2 separate regions of the Mus musculus genome follow, and region 1 is linked to region 2. A link is a contact called in public promoter capture Hi-C data. All regions are on one chromosome and are shown on one strand. The core of a region is the stretch at or near the end of the contact, and the rest is flanking DNA. Distances in the headings are between cores, read along the strand shown. Region 1 holds the start of Tbccd1 (TBCC domain containing 1). Region 2 holds the start of Psmd2 (proteasome (prosome, macropain) 26S subunit, non-ATPase, 2).

Evidence for each region. Promoter capture Hi-C pulls out the DNA fragments that hold promoters and counts their contacts.
Region 1: a contact with region 2 is called in a promoter capture Hi-C map of erythroid cells, with 9 times the contacts expected there. The contact joins the promoter of Tbccd1 here to the promoter of Psmd2 in region 2. A contact is called at or near these places in 2 of 39 promoter capture datasets (erythroid cells and liver).

The regions. Positions count from the first base shown.
Region 1 is chr16:22,855,765-22,860,802 of GRCm38.p6, reverse strand. It overlaps Tbccd1 (TBCC domain containing 1), which reads left to right and starts at 3,134. Exons shown (of 8, transcript NM_001081368.2): 1 at 3,134-3,458. Dnajb11 (DnaJ heat shock protein family (Hsp40) member B11) reads right to left here and starts at 2,958. Exons shown (of 10, transcript NM_001190804.1): 1 at 2,694-2,958. The coding sequence starts at 2,761.
Region 2 is chr16:20,649,757-20,654,702 of GRCm38.p6, reverse strand. It overlaps Psmd2 (proteasome (prosome, macropain) 26S subunit, non-ATPase, 2), which reads right to left and starts at 3,051. Exons shown (of 21, transcript NM_134101.2): 1 at 2,852-3,051; 2 at 2,403-2,459; 3 at 1,946-2,110; 4 at 34-155. The coding sequence starts at 2,986.

The sequences.
Region 1 (5,038 bases), core at 1,885-4,384, 2.2 Mb before region 2:
TAGTCACTGACATAGTTGGGGGTAATTTTAAAATGCATGGGGAAAATGCACTGGGGAACCAAGACATAAGACAGAATATTAAACAATACATTTTATGGTCTGGCATGTGGCTCAGAGTGCCTGCCTTAAATTCATTAAGTCCTAGATTCATGAATCCTAGCATTCAGCCTTATAAACTCCTAGTCATACTTCTGAAAAGTTATCTGGCTATTTTAATCATTCTGTTAGGTTTCTCGGTTAGTTTTCTTAGACAGGGCCTCATGTAGCTCAGACTGGCCTTGAACTCAGTATGTATCTGAAGTTTGTTTTGAACTGATCCTCCCGCCTCTACCTCTCAAATGCTGAATTTATAGGTATATAAAACCATATCCAGCTCAACTACATACATTTTTTTGTTGTTGTTGTTATTCTGTTTTTCAATACAGGGTTTTTCAGTAGCCCTGCCTGTCCTGGAATTTACTCTGTAGACCAGGCTGGCCTCAAACATAGAGATCTGCCTGCCTCTAGGGATGAACTTATTACTGTTGTTTTGTTAAATAGGCATGTTGTCAAACTACCTTGTAAATATTTAGGTTATATCCATAGACTACATATGAATATATATGGAAATATATGATATAATATAAATACAATCTATGATACAACATGTAAGTATGTTATATTAACACACACACAAATATATATACATGGTTATATGTTATATTCATGAATATAAGGTTAAATCCATGCCACTCTCCTTTTTGGACAGAGAGACCTCTTTCTTCAGGGGCAGTAGTTAATGCAACAGCATAACTGTTCAAAGCATGGAGAATAAGTGAGTGAGTATTGAGACATCAATCTTAAATGGAATGGTGTTTCAACCTTCCACCCCTCTCCCACACTCCCGAAGGTTCATGGGTAGAGGGTACAGAAAGAATGTAAACACAGAGGGTGGGAAGGAGTGTTGTCAAATTTTGTCTTCTGCAAATGGTATTCATGAATTCACTCAAGATATGGTTACCTGAACAAGACCTACCTGAGCAAGCCAATACAAATAGTCACCATGTGAGAAGGCAGCACTAACTAACCGGACTCAGAGAGGTACATGAAGTTAGGACGGGAACATATTGGGGTGTGCCCAGGGCAAGTATATGTGTGGGGGGAGCAAGGAGTTGTGGGTAGGTATATGTGTGTATATGAAACTGTCAGAGAATAATGAAAGATTTAAGAGTGAAAAGGTTAAATGATAGCTCAGAAAAATACAAGAAAGAAAAAGGGGGGGGGGGCTGATATAGTTGAGTGTCAGCATTATTTCCCCAGAGGCTGCTTTATGAGTGACTATAGTATTAACAATATTAGTATTTTCCAGGAATGGTCGTTCATGCCTGCAAGTCTAACACTTGGGAAGTGACGACTGAAGGATCAGGAGGGAGTTCAACGCTGCCTTCAGCTACATATTGAGTTGGAGACCAGCATACCTCAACTCCTACATGCAAAATCGTATGTTGATGTACCTTGGGTACTCCGTGGCTTAATCAAACAAGAACAAAACAATAAAGTGTATGTAAGAAATGTCAACTTTGAGAAATTTAAAGTATGTCACAAAGAAGAAATGATAAGATTAAAGCAAACAAAACAAAACAAAATAAAGAAAATAACTTTAAAAGCTATGCTAAGCAGTGAGTTTCCCATTATGAACAACCTATAAATTGTCAAAATCTGACATCTATGAGCTTTTGGTGTGTTTTTATTTTTGCAGTTATGTATATATTTGAAATAGCATGTGATATAGGCCAGGCAAATCTGGAACTCAGTCGATAGCTGAAAATGACCTTGAGTTCTGACCCACCTATTTTCATCAGCCCAAAGAAGGGATTGAGGGTGAAGGCATTCTAGAACACAAGTCCAACATACCATATCCTAAGTCACCACATCTATAGGGTCGTGCATGCATTTAAATGCTGGGAGAAACTTTAAGCCTGCTCTTTCTCCCTGAAAGTTGGCACAGTTATCCCTGATTTCAGGAACTTGACACAGTTCCTTCAAGCTTGTAGGATTCCTAAGAGTGGCATGAGACTAGAATCCCAGTTTTTATCGCCTGTTAGAGAACTGTTGTCACTCAGACCATCCAGCTCAGGAAGGAACCATGGTGAGAGGCAGCGAGGCAAGAAGACAGTTCAGGTTCGTTAGCCCAAGAAGGTGGGAAGTACAAGGTCTCTCTAAAGTGTCTTGCTGCTCTCTCAAGCCAACTTTCTTCAGTCTGAGCTTGGCTTCCTTTCTTGCTCTCCTCATTTGACATGGCATCATGGCCCACCCACTTTAGTGTCAGCCTTTTGGAGGCTTGTTGCAAACTGGGTAACCCACAGTCCCACTCTGGAACTCAGACGTCAAGGACGTATCTATAATCTCAACCCCAGCTTGACACTCGCTTCCTTCATTTCCATCAAGAGCCTCATCCCTCAGACGTCCGCCTCCCTTCTTCTGCTCACAGCCACTTAACTCCCTCCAATCCCCAAACGTGGTATTTGGCTCTGCAACCAACCCCCGCTCTTCCTGGGGGAAACCTGGCCCTGCACCGCCAGCCTGGCCCACACTACCCCCTTGTCCCTCGACCCGGCAGTGCCCCTCCCTCACTCCTCGATGTCACCCGCGTCCTTCTCAGCAAGGGCCGCCCCTCGGCCTCTTGCTGCACGCGCGGGAGCCCCCTTCCTCACCCGGCGATCACAGTCCCGATGAGGTACAGCAGCAACAGGCAGAAGGTGCTCAGGTTCTGCGGGGCCATGGCGTCCCCTGGTCCTACCCTCTCAGCCTCCGGTGCCGCTGCGTCGGCTGACCAGCCCTTCCGGCCCAGGGAGGCCGCCTCACGCCGGGGTCTCTCTCTTGCCCGGCCGCGGAGACAGGTAGCGCGCCCCTTCCTCAGCTGCCACCTTCCGGGAGCCCCAGAGCCGGCGAGCAGCCAGGCGTGGGCCAATCGCCGCCGGGGACATCACACGCGGCCGCCACTCCGCAGCCAATCAGCGCGGTACACTTCACCTCCGAGGCGGCGCGGGAAGCCAATCAGACAGCAGAACAGCCGTCGTGTCCGCCGGCCAATGGGAAGAGAAAACGTCAGAGGTTCGCGCCGCCCGGAAGCGGCTGAGAACCGGAGAGAGTTAGGAGCCGAGAAAGAGCGCGCTGCTGTAGGAAACCCGAATGTCCACCAATCGCGAGGCTCCTTCCCGATTCCGACCAATTGCTTGAGAGAGGTCTTACTACCAGTCTGGAAGCTACGCCATGTGCACACGTGACTTGCGAGCGCTCACCGAAGTGCAACCCCAGGAGGTGTCAAAGTACGTGGGGCGTCTTGCCTGGGGATAGGCTCTCCCAGTACTAACTTATTACAGTCTCGCTACCGTGGAAAAGAGGGACCTGGTACCTTGTAGAGACGCCGCCATAGAGACCGACTTAAGTTAAGATTCGGCTTCCAGCACTCCGTAGCGGTGAGGCAGCCCCATCTCCACCCCACTTTCGAACCTGTTTTCTACAGAACTAAGGCAAAGCGTTCTCTGGCAGTGTTGGGAATTAATTAAACTTTTTTTTTTCCTGCAAGTTTCCTAGCAGAATTGCACACAGCAAGCATGCAATCAATAAAAGGCACTAGAGCTTGTTCATCGGTTGCTCTTTTCTCCAGTTTTGTTTACCTCAGACAACTAGTTGTTTAGGACAGCTTCTCAGCTTAGCTTCCTGCATAACCTATTCAGATTTTTATCAGTGAACCGTAATGTGTGCTTGTCCACTATAGCTCCACCTCTGAGTCATAATTATCTCCTGCTTGCAAAGGTCTCATAACCGATCTCCCTGCCTCCAAACTTCATATCTTGATACACTATTTTAAAGTTCCTCTGCTCTCCACCCTATGATTGTGTGCACTCGGGAGCGCACTAGGGAACCTGGAGATCACAGATTAGACTAGGCTGGTGGACCCAGGAGCTCGAGAACCGTCTCTGTCTCTTGAGTGCTGGGAATCCAGGACGTTGTTGTTGCAGTTGCTACAATGGGCGGAATTCAAGACCCCCTGTTTGTATGGCAAGTAAGTGGCAAGCTTTATGGACTGAACTATCCCCAGCGCACTCCCGCTTTTTAAAAACTATGTCAAATCATCCTCTCCTGCTTAAAACCTTTAGTGGCTTTTCATTGCACTCAAAGTAAAAGGCCAAGTCTATGGTAACTTACAAAGCTGTCTAATTTAATGATATATATCCTCACCTATTAAATATCGTAGCATGTTCCAGAATAATCAACTCCCTTCCTTTTAAAAATGTTTCATTGTGTATAGTCATTGTATATGGTACTTTCTTGTATAGTCAAACTGTATAATGTATATATTTTTACCTTTTTCTCTCTGTGCTGTTATTCCTTTTGTTTCTCTAGGTGATTTGGCATTGCCATATACACATATGTGATTTTAAGTACCTATATAAAATCTAGGAGCCACACATTGAGATAAAACATGTATTTGTTTCTCTGAGACAAGATAGTCATCTAGACAAGATAGTTATCTCCAGTTATATCCATTTTCCTGTATACAACAAAATTGCATTCCTAAATTTTTGCTTGTGAGCCTAACCTTTAATGGTTAAGCCATCTTTTGTATCCTATAGCTGCATTTTCTATGGTTTGGAAGAAAACATTGTACATAAGCCACATTTTCTTTATTCTCTTGTTGAACTCCTAAGTCCATCCTGTAAGTTAGCTATTGTGAATAGTGCTGGAACAAACATTGATGTTTTGCCAAAACCTCAATGAGAAAGAAAAAGGTTTATTTTGATGTTCATGGGTGCTGTGATGGTTTGTATAGCCTTGGACCAGGGAGTGGCACCATCTGAAGGTGTGGCCTTGTTGGAATAGGTGTGACTTGGTTGGAATGGGTGTGTCATTGTGGGTGTGGGTATAAGATCCTCACTCTAGTTGCCTGGAAGTCAGTCTTCCACTAGCAGCCTTTGGATGAAGACGTAGAACTCTCAGCTCTGCCTGCACCATGCCTGCCTGGATACTGCCATGCTCCCACCTTGATGATAAT
Region 2 (4,946 bases), core at 1,802-4,301:
TCCCTTCTCATGTCCATAAAGAAAATGCCTTACCTGACGTATTCATGGCCCCATGACGCCAGTTCTTCCTGGGAGCCCACGAGCCGATACTTGAGGCACTCCCGCTCACCACTCATGGTCATGGCCAAAACAGAGATGATGTCAGCTGCAAAACACTAGGAAAACAGCATGTGCCATTACAGAATCAAGATTACTGTCCACAAAATTCACCTATAAAATTCAATATATACTAGTCTCTATACAGAAAAGTTCCATGCTAAGCCTCAAAAAAAAAAAAAAAAAAAAACCCTAAAGTTGGTGTTGCTAGCTCCCTCTGAAGCTAACCTAACTCAAGAGTAATAAACAATGGGGGAATCAAAGAAAGATGCTTCTGCCGGGCAGTGGTGGCGCACGCCTTTAATCCCAGCACTCGGGAGGCAGAGGCAGGTGGATTTCTGAGTCCGAGGCCAGCCTGGTCTACAGATGAGTTCTAGGACAGCCAGAGTTATACAGAGAAACTCTGTCTCGAAAAACCAAAAAAAAAAAAAAAAAAAAAAAAAAAGCCAGATGCATCTGGGTTTGGGTTGTAGTGTGTTTCCCATTACACCACAGTCTCATTACATCATATTGCCTAGTTTGGCCTCAACATTCTAGACCCACCCAGCATAAATTTTAATTGCAATAATAAACTACTAAAAGGTGGTAATAATAATAGCAGCATAATCTAGGGGTCTGAAAAACAGGCTCAACAGTTACAAAAACATGCTGCTCTTGCAGATGACCTGACTTCAGTTCCCAGTACCCACGTGGTGTTCACAACAGCCTAACTCCAGTTCCAGGGAACATGTTCCCAGCCTCTGGCCTGTGCAGACATCACACGCACAGGATACACATACATACATACATACAGGTACGGAGGCAAAACATTCATCCACATAAATACAAAACTGAATTTTAATTTTATTAAAAAAATATTACTTTTATCTACTATTATTTATTTATAATTTAAATATTCTACCTAAATAACTATAAATTAAATGATCTAGAAAGATCACTGTAACTGCAGTATGATAGGCAGATGATGTGGGAGTCAAGGACAAAAGCAAGCCAATTAGGAGGCTACTCAAAATACACTGCAAAGTAAAGACTTCTGGGTCACAGTTGCACCAACAGGACAAATGTGACTCAACTGAGGGTTTTTAAGACATAAAAGGGGCTCACAACCATCCGTAATGAGATCTGACGCCCTCTTCTGGTGCATCTGGAGACAGCTACAGTGTACTTAGATATAATAATAAATAAATCTTAAAAAAAAAAGACATAAAAGGGATGAATGTACATGGGACAGAAGAGAGAGAAGGGACATTAAATATAAGCCTTAGAAAGCCAGGCATACTGGCTTATGCCTCTAACCCCAGCACTCCAGATAGAGGCAGGAGGAGGAGGAAGGTCATAAAATAAAGTTCCGTCTAGGCCACACAGCCGAGTTTGAGGTCAGCTAGAGGGGCTGGAGAAAAGGATCAACACTTAGGAGGACTTCCTGCACGCTCATGAAGATCAGAGTTCAAATCCCAGCACCTATTAAGACATCCCAAAAACCTCCAAAAACCAAAATCAAAAAGACATCCCAAAACCAACTATAAAGACCGAGGGTCTTTAGGCATGCATAGGCGTGACACTTATGCATATGCACATGCATACAAGCACATGCATTCAGGCACACACATATATGCACACACTATAAAAATTTTAAATTAAGTCAGAAACACATCGTGCTAAGAAAATCTTAAGATATAATGAAGCAGAAACTTCTAAGGAGCTGAGAAGCATTCTCAGGCTTTCCACTGGAGAATCAGTCTCACTGTGATGAACTTTCCAGCTAGATGGGGTCCACTAGGCTTTCAGTGACTTAGCATTAAAAAAGGAATTATTCAACTGGACAGGTCCCAGCCATATTCTGAATTACCTTATTCTCCCCAGGGGCCATGTTCTCATAGATTTCCTTCAATTTGCCATAGTGTGGACGCAGAAATTTGAGAGGCTTGGGTACTGAAGTCATGGAAGTTGTAGAAGAACGAATTTGTCTTCTCAGTTCCTCCAGAGCTGGTCGATATAGAGATGTATCTTTCTCCTAATAGGGGATGTTAATGCTCAGACCAAAAGGAGTCACATTTCTCCACATCACGACCCATACATACTTAACCAATGCTTTGGTCAAAGACATAACTGGCTCCTATTTCATGATGCCTCAACCCCTGTAAATGACCTGAGACCCATGACCCCATTTAAATACCCTTTGTAACTCTTCCCTCAAATTATCGTAATATCTAATATGTGGTATCTAATTGTTGCCTCAAAATGAAATAGAGTAAACAAATGAGAAACATCAACTATACTCCCCCTGTAGTAACATCTTGACTCACCCCGAGTCGCTCCACGAGCATCTCCAGTTCATCTTGAAGCTGTTTGTCCTCCTCAGACTGGAGGGTTAGGGGAAGAAGCTCATCAAAAGTGGGGACCCGAATCACATTCTCCTCCCACTTACCCCGGGACAGGTGAAGAGTGTGAATGTCTATGGACAAGAAGAGGGCGTGGGATAGGGAAGCAGCCCTATAGGAAAGGCTGTCTACCTTAGGAACCAGGCAGACTCTGCTTGGAAGCCATTCTAGGAAATAACCAAAGAACCGCGATGTGATGGTGAGGGCCTCAGGGAGTGACAGTGCGTAATGGGGCGGGCAGGGTATAAAGAAAGGGTCGCCCCATCCTGAGTCTCCCCGGTGCGGTGGGCAGTACGGAGTCGGGCCCGAGGCCTTCGAGCCAGCAGTGACTCAGCCCAAGGCCTCCTCCTCGGGCTCCCCAGGCTGCGCCTCACCAGCTCCTGCTCTTTGTCTTTTTCCCCGGCATCCCTTCGCTCCTTGCCACTCGACTTCTCGTCCGCGCCGCTGGGGGTTGTCGCGGAGGGCTGTTGGGACTGCACGGGTGTCTTGTCTCGTCCACCCTCCTCCATCTCCGCCACTACTGCCGGCCTGCTGCGCGCGCACCTGCTCGCACCGCCCCTTTTCCCAGAAGGCCACGCGCGTTGTCCTCCAGACCGGAAGCGCCCTGCGGATCCCGAGTCCCGCCCTCTGGAGCAGGACGGGAATTACTGTTCCGGCTTCCAGCCCGAACGGCTACTGTTGAGTTAGGGTGTCTCTGTGCGTGCAAGGGTGGTCTGACTGCAGAGATGCCTAGCTCTCCGATCCTGTAGCTTCACCACAACTGGATGCATGGTACGATGAGAAGGTCATCCTGAAGACAGGACGTCCATACATGTTCATGCTTGCTTTAGTCCTCTGTAGGAGATTTCTATGAGCTCAAAACTCTTCAAGTCTTGACCGAGTCTGTGTGACTTCGGTGTAATTATGCCACTACTACTGTGGAATAGTAACCGCAAACCATTTCCCCCAAAGTGAAGATGAAATTTACTTATTTATTATCCCAGGTTAGCCTCGAACTTACTTTCTAGCAGAGAATAACTTCATTACAGACATGAGCTGCTGATGCGTGTAGATCTTGGATTCTAGGCATAACCATCCATTTCCACTGCCAATGACTTCTTCAGCCTTTGGAGAGAGATTGAACAGCCCATTGCTGCTCTGCCTGTTCTATAGCCGTATAGTCCTCTGTAGGAAATGTCTACCGGTTTCTGTTTCTATGACTTCTATCACAGATAAGAATACATACATACGTACATACATGCATACATATATCAGGCACATACCATATGTATGGTATATAAATATTTAGTATGTATATTTCATGTATACATATGTGTGTATATGTATATATGTGTGTATATGTATATATATATATATATATAATCAACAGTCACATACCAATTAGTATGTTGGAGATGAATTGGAAATTGTGCCCTAAAAGGTTTATCAAGAAGCTGATGAGTCCAGATGAAGAGGATATGAAAAGCTGTTGGGATATATTTCAAGTTATTTTGTAGGAATACATTGTTTTGAAATAAAAACTTGGAAAAATGTGGGAAACTCAAACTTTCAAAACATGATATTAGAAACAAATCCTGCCATGCACCAGCAGTGTGGTTTTGGTAAGCTACCTAAATTAAGTCTGTTTTCTGCCTATGTGAAGTACAAAAAGTTTCTCTTGTAAGAACACTTAAAGAATGAAATGAGCTGGGCAGTGGTGGCGCACACCTATAATCCCAGCACTTGGGAGGCAGAGGCAGGCAGATTTCTGAGTCCAGCCTGGTCTACAGAGTGAGTTCCAGGACACAGAAAAACCCTGTCTCAAAAAAAAACAAAAAAAAAAAAAAAAGAAAAGAAAGAAAGACAGACAGAAAGAAAGAAATGAGCCAGGCATCGTGGCCCATACTTTCAATCCCAATATTTGGGATTAAATAAGGAGGCAAAGGCAGGTGGATCTCTGTGTGTTCAAGGCTAGCCTGGTCTACAGAGTGAGTTCTAAGCAAGCCAGGAACTACACAATGAGACCCTGTTGAAAGTTTTAATAGTGTCTAACTTTTTACACCACTTGGGGTGATAATGCTCCCCTCAAGAGCCAACGACTAACACAATCTCAGGGCCAGGCATAGAAAACCTTCCTCAGAGTTGTTGGTCAGGAGGGTCCGAGAGACTCCTAAAACAATATAAGCTATTGCTGTTGTCCTTGGTTGCCTACCAGAACTTGAAGGTAAGGCTTTGTTGCTAAGGAATTGAGTGGAACTGACCTGGAGGCCTCTTCCCTGAGGTCTGGCTCTCACAATGTCTTAAGGCGCTCTGTAAGCTGCCAAAGAGAAGAGCAATCAATAGTCCTAGCCAGCTGTAAATCGTATAAATCAGAATGACCAGCTCAGTGTAACACTCCCAAAGCTGCAACAACGTCACTTTATTTTGAGGGTAACCAACAACCACCTAATTGGACTTGAGTCCTGCTCAGCAGGAGGGAATTCCTGCTAA